2 separate regions of the Bicyclus anynana genome follow, and region 2 is linked to region 1. The links are chromatin contacts, called in public Hi-C maps. All regions are on one chromosome and are shown on one strand. Each heading gives the region's core, a stretch centred on a gene start, on an enhancer-like site or on the middle of the called end of the contact. The rest is flanking DNA. Distances are from core to core; before and after follow the strand shown.

Region 1 (3,018 bases), core at 375-2,874:
CAAGTTATTTAAATTAAAATGACATAAAAGTTGATTTAATATGATTTTTTCAAAGACCTTGCTAAGTGTTGGCAATATTGTAATCGGTCTATAATTATTAAGATCTGATTTGTCTCCTGATTTAAAAAGTGGTATCAATTTGCCATGCTTCATTAGGTTCGGAAAAATACCTAAGTCCACACATTCATTAAAAATAATGGCTAAGTGGGGAGCAATGACATCAATTATATTAGATATTACTTTCACCGACATGCCCCACAGATCTCCAGTTCTTTTTAATTTTAACAAATTGAAAGATTTTTTAATGTCAGATACAGTGATATGGTGAAATTCAAAAAGATCGTTGCACTCTTTAACATTGCCTCTTAATAGTCTCTGAGCTTCCGTAGCAGACGAATCCAGTGAATCTGTTAACAAGATAGGAACATTCTGGAAAAAATCTTCAAAGGCATTAACAACCTCGTTATCAGTGTTTACCTTTTTGTCATTGATAATTAATTCAAAACTCGTGTCACGCGGTTTGATTTTTCCTGATTCTCTATTAATTATATTCCAGGTGGTTTGTATCTTGTTCTCAGACTCAATTATTTTCTGTTTGATGTGTAACGATTTCGCAAGAATACAAACACGTTTGAAAATTTTTGAGTATCTTTTTACATAATCTAAATAAGTTCGCGTTTGAGTATATTGTTTTTCTTCGTACAACTCGTACAATTTATCTCTACTTTTATAGATACCTACAGTAGCCCATTCGCTAAACTTTAATTTTTGGCTAGCATTAATGCGTTTGAAGTTAAAAAATTTACTAAACTCTCTGTCTATTGTCTTGAAAAGTGTACCAAAGAGCAAGTCTGGATGACTATTTTCAAATGCAAGACTTGGAATTTTAGAAATAATTGTGTTTTTGAATCGCTCTAATTTACCTTCAGTTATTATAGTTAAAGTTTGAAGCTATGAAATATGTTCGCCTTGACAAGGGATCACGTGAAATGGAATATTACTTGTTATAAAATTAGATGGTCTGGCATAATCAAGCATTAGTGAAAGTAAGCAAACTAAGGAAATTATTTATTTATCTACCTACCTATTTTCGCTTTCAATTGTACTATTTTATTTTATGTATTGAATCTGAATATAAGTATTTAAAAAGCGAATGACAAAATACGAAAAACGCTTGCTGTACCAAGATGAAAGGCAGGGAGGTAGTTTTCAGTTACTAGACGTCCACTTAGAAAAGAAATTAAGTCTGTAAGAAGACCGGATTAAGGAGGTCTGAGGGCAGAAGATGTCGCGGGCATCCGCTAGTATTTTTATATAATATGACCAATAATTTATACCTTTTATACCTTTTTCATAATATTTATTTATATACGCACGAGGAAAATATGCGTGAGAGAAAGGGAAGCCAGACAGAGTGGCGCCGTAACGCGTTACATTAAGAAGCGATTTACCTTGCCGCTTTAAAAATATTTTTATGAATAATAATAATATAGTAAATTTTTATAAGCATTTTTACACACAAATTACAAAAAATCACACACACAAAATTATTATTTCATTAATTATTAGCGCGCCACCTTGTGACGAATAGATGAAGTATGACTTTAATAATACACTGGCAGATGGCGTTACTAGTACATGCGCGGGAGTGGACTCGCCATAGTTTGAAACAAATTGTTTTTTATCAGTTCAGTAATTAACGGTAATATGTATTGCAATAGAATTATTAATCAAACAATCTCTGATTTAATAAACTCTTTATACAAATACATGATTTGAAAATTAGTTTTATTACGATTTACGAGTTATCTAACTTTTTTCTTGGCCTCAGTTGCGTTTGCGTTGTATCTAAGATAGGAAATATCTTCCACCTAGCCTCCTTATATCTATCATTAGTAGAGTAGTGGACAGCTATCCAGCGGTTAATAAAGCCGAAGTCGCCTTTGATGGATATACGTTTAGCAGGACTTCACCGTCTATGTATTTTAAAGCCATTGATCTTGCACCAGCTAGGCTATTCTGTAACGATATTTTTATAACTCGCAAGTGCGAGTTTTGAATTCACCTCTATCTCTCTCTGTTTAACACGATATTATAGAATGAGAAGGATAGCGGTGAATTCGAAACTCGCACTTGCGAGTTGTACAAAACATCGTTAGACAATAGCCGTGCTGATCTATGAACTCGAGTCGGTGTGCCCTCTTATATTTTTAAGAGAGTATGGCAACAGAGAGTGCACCTGTGTTTACAGGTACACATTTGTGCACTACAGAATCTTCTGCGTAAAATGCTAGTCCTAAAATTAAAAATTGCCGATTTGACCAAAATTTGATTTAAAGCGAATTAACTTTATTCTGACACCTGTGAAAGTCCAGTGGAGATGACTTTTTCTAGCCTTCGATTCAGAGGTCGTAGGCTCGAATCCGGTCCGGGGCATGTACCTCAAACTTTTCAGTCATGTGCGTTTTAAGATATTCTTTATCACGTGTCTCAAATAGTGAAGGAATATTGTGAGGTAACCTGCATATCTGTAAGTTTTTTTTAATTTTCTACGTGTGTAAAGTCTGCCAATCATTGGGCCAGCGTGGTGGACTATTAGCGTAACCCCTCTCATTCTGAGAGGAGACTCGTGTTCAACATTGTCTCGAATATTGGTTCTTAATCATGAATTTTAATCTAAGCCACAATTTTTTTTAACTTGAAATAAAGGTTGAGCAAACGTGAACTAAATTAAAATTCAATTAAAAATCCATATTTTTGAGGGCAATAAAATTGACGTGTTTGTTTTTTGCCTTAATGCCTGAGTTCCGGCCGTAATTGGATACGAGGCGTTCGGAGCCCCGCGTCCCGTGAAATCACTAATCCGACTAATTCTGACAACCATATGTCACGGCATAACGACTGCGTCGGCGGAGACGTTAGGCGTAGTACACACTCGATGATACTGTAGCTCCCACAAGGTTGAGACGAATATCTTAGCATTCCATGGATTCACCGTGCGGGTGCCGGGTCCATCGC
Region 2 (3,018 bases), core at 190-2,689, 640 kb after region 1:
GATTGTATGAAGCCGGTTTTCAGCTAAATTTAACGTATGTAGATTGTACAAAGGTAGGAACGCATTTTCTTCAATATATCCAATGGAGTTATTCTTTAAGTTTAATATTTGTAGAAAGAACAAATCCTTAAATGTTTTCCCATCGATTCTTGTAAGTGCGTTGTTAGATAAATTTAAAACAATTAGGCGTATCAATCCAAGGAATGTTCCGTCGTCCACATGATTGCTTGTCAGTTGATTACTAGACAAGTCCAAAACAATTAACTGTTCAAGGCGGTGAAAAATGCCTCGAGCAAGTTCAAAGAGAGAGTTATCGTTGAGGTAGATTTCCCGTAATTCTCTGGCGTAAGCAAACAGCCCTTCTGGTAGAGTATGTAAACGGTTATGCGATATGTTTAGAACCCTCATTGAAACAAGGCCATTAAAAGCTTCACTTGATATGTCTGTTATATTATTATGTTGCAGATATAAGTGTTGTAAACTTTTTAATTTCAATAACTCAGAGTCCTCGGACAATGATTTAATTTCATTGTGACTTAAATCCAATGTATGTAAACTCGAACCACAGTCAGGTCCAAAACCAATCTGTCCAACAGTCCTAATTCTGTTATGTGTCAAATTCACTGTGTTCAAGTTCTCTAGAGAACAGAATACACCGGTTGGAACAAACTTGATGTTATTTTGAGCCAGATCTAACGACTGCATTTCCGATAATCCATTGAACGAGTTCAAAGTTAATTCCAAATTCTTGGTAAGACTCCATTCTGAGTTCTTGGAGCGAAGTTTTAGTCGCTTTAGTTTCTTAAGATCTTGAAAGGTATTATCCGGGACACTAAGCAGTTTACAGTTCGTTATTGAAAGGTCAGTGAGACTTGGAACTGTGTTGAAGTAGTGCGCTCTAAGGGAGCTCTCGAATAACAGAAGATGATTGCATTCGAGGTTAAGACGGCTAGTGTCTGAATTCACTGATGATATACTGCTTCCGTCTCCTTCAAGAGTTCGCACTTTGCACATAATGTTGTTCTCGATGTCCCTCTCCATAACACGGACGCACTTGTCCGAGCCGTAGGGCAACACGGTCCATCCGACGTGCAGGAGTGTAAAAAACACAGCCGGTATTGAATACATTATCACAGACATTTCATTTCACTATAGAATGTCTCATAAACACTCCCCGTGGGTCGATATCACCATTTCCGAAACAAAGTCCGTAACACAGTTTAGTACTAAAGAAAAACTTGTAAGCATTTCACTTCACAAAAGTCCGCTGTACATTTTTTAGGAAGTCCTCACAATACGGCTCCAAAGTTTCACAGCACATGTAGGTATGAGTGATAGTTTGACAGTTTTCTGTTATTAAAAATTTATTGCGTGTAGTAGAGAGCGACGCAGAGCGTGACGCGACCTATCCGCGCCCCGGTTGCGTTGTGACTGGCAGCCGTAGTGCTTAGCTCGTGGAAGTAGCAGTGGGGACGCGCAAGTTTCCCCCCGCGAGCCTCACACCCCGCGTAAGCTCTCATAAAGTTTAAGAACTCGCAGGGCCATCTAGTGAGGAGTAGCGGAATATCAGTGTTTATTATACCTGTACACCCCCTGCGGATTCGTTATGAATGTCTGTACAATATTTTTCTCAAACAATTAAATAGTTCAATGCGTTTATGATGTACGAGAATAATAATTGTAAAATTTTCATGCTATTATGTTTCGAACAATAAAAAAATACTGTGTTTTGGTATTTAAATGGAAAAATTAATTATAGTATAAACTATACCAAGTGTAAGATTTTTTTTTGATAGTAATAAATATATATAATAAACCTACAAAATTTTAATTACATCAATAATTATAATGATTTTAAAATAACTGTTTTTGTAGAAACCGAAAGGGATGTGTGGATTTTTATCATACTCCTAACAAGTTAGCCCGCCTCCATCTTAGATAGTATCATGGCTTACCATCAAAGTCAAAGTCAAAATTCAAGGCTTAGTTTACAAGCTCTTTCGAAACGTCAGGTATAATATTATACTTAAGATAATGGTGATAATAATCAGATTTGATTGTGCGGTCAATGTCTAACTTGTGGAGAATAAAAAAGGCTAGTTTTAATTAGTATTCGCTGCCTAATTAATTATCATGTTTGATTGAATAAATACGATATTTAAACTAGTTGCCCCAAGTTAACGCTAGGTACTATGCAAGCCTTAATAGCCTATTAGATATAATGTTTAACATTGGTAGAGCATTAAACTTTTATTTGAAAAGCAATATCGATTTATATTAGAAACAAAATGATCTCTAAAACAAGTTAAATTGTTACAATATATTTTTTATTATTATTAGTCATAATAGATCAAAACATGAACTATCCAGTAAACATATAAGTATTATATAGGGACTTGCCTCGCTAGATGTTACCTCTCTATCAAAGATCAAGAAACAACGAACTTACGCATTTATTCATATAAAATTCAACCCCACGATAAATGTAAAAAAAATTTCAAGATTTTATTTTAATCAACATACTCATGCTAATTTACAGCTTTCTAGTAGTAATAATCTCTAAACCGTAGACAGACGGACGGACTAAACTATATTGTTTCTTGTGGACTACGGAACCCCAAAAACCGTTTCGATAGAACCGACGTTTCATTGTTATAATTGTTTTTGTCGTGTAATGAGCTCCCTAAAAATGCCGGTTTGTGTAGTGCATGGCATAAAAAACTGTCAACAACTTCTAGTTTACTAAAAGATGAAATTACGTTTAATTTGTAAGTATTTCTAAATTAATTAATCAAATATGTAATAAAAACAATATCTAATTAGAATCGATTCTTTTGACGGAACAGAAAAAAATCTATGAAGTAATCGAATATCTGTGTATCTATTACACTCGTTATGTTTTTAATCTGTGTAAAAATTACGTGTGTGTGTATTGCGAATCAAATAAATAGTTGTGTGTTTCAAAAAGGACACAGAATATATTTATTGGTGTTAAATATTTTCGATGTGTGAGTTTCC

Evidence for each region. Hi-C and Micro-C count contacts between places; a contact is called where the count stands out from the background.
Region 2: a contact with region 1 is called in a Hi-C map of whole body, with 4 times the contacts expected there. The contact joins the promoter of LOC112049447 here to the enhancer-like site in region 1. A contact is called at or near these places in 2 of 2 Hi-C or Micro-C datasets (whole body and whole larva).

The regions. Positions count from the first base shown.
Region 1 is chr13:906,162-909,179 of ilBicAnyn1.1, forward strand. All of the region lies in intron 1 of LOC128198651 (a long non-coding RNA gene), which reads right to left. Among protein-coding and RNA genes, the nearest start is that of LOC128198651, 14 kb to the right of the region's middle. Within about 2 kb of position 1,625, at least 1 of the 8 cell types and tissues checked has open chromatin away from gene starts, as enhancers often do.
Region 2 is chr13:1,544,474-1,547,491 of ilBicAnyn1.1, forward strand. It overlaps LOC112049447 (toll-like receptor 7), which reads right to left and starts at 1,440. Exons shown (of 1, transcript XM_024087323.2): 1 at 1-1,440. The coding sequence starts at 1,140.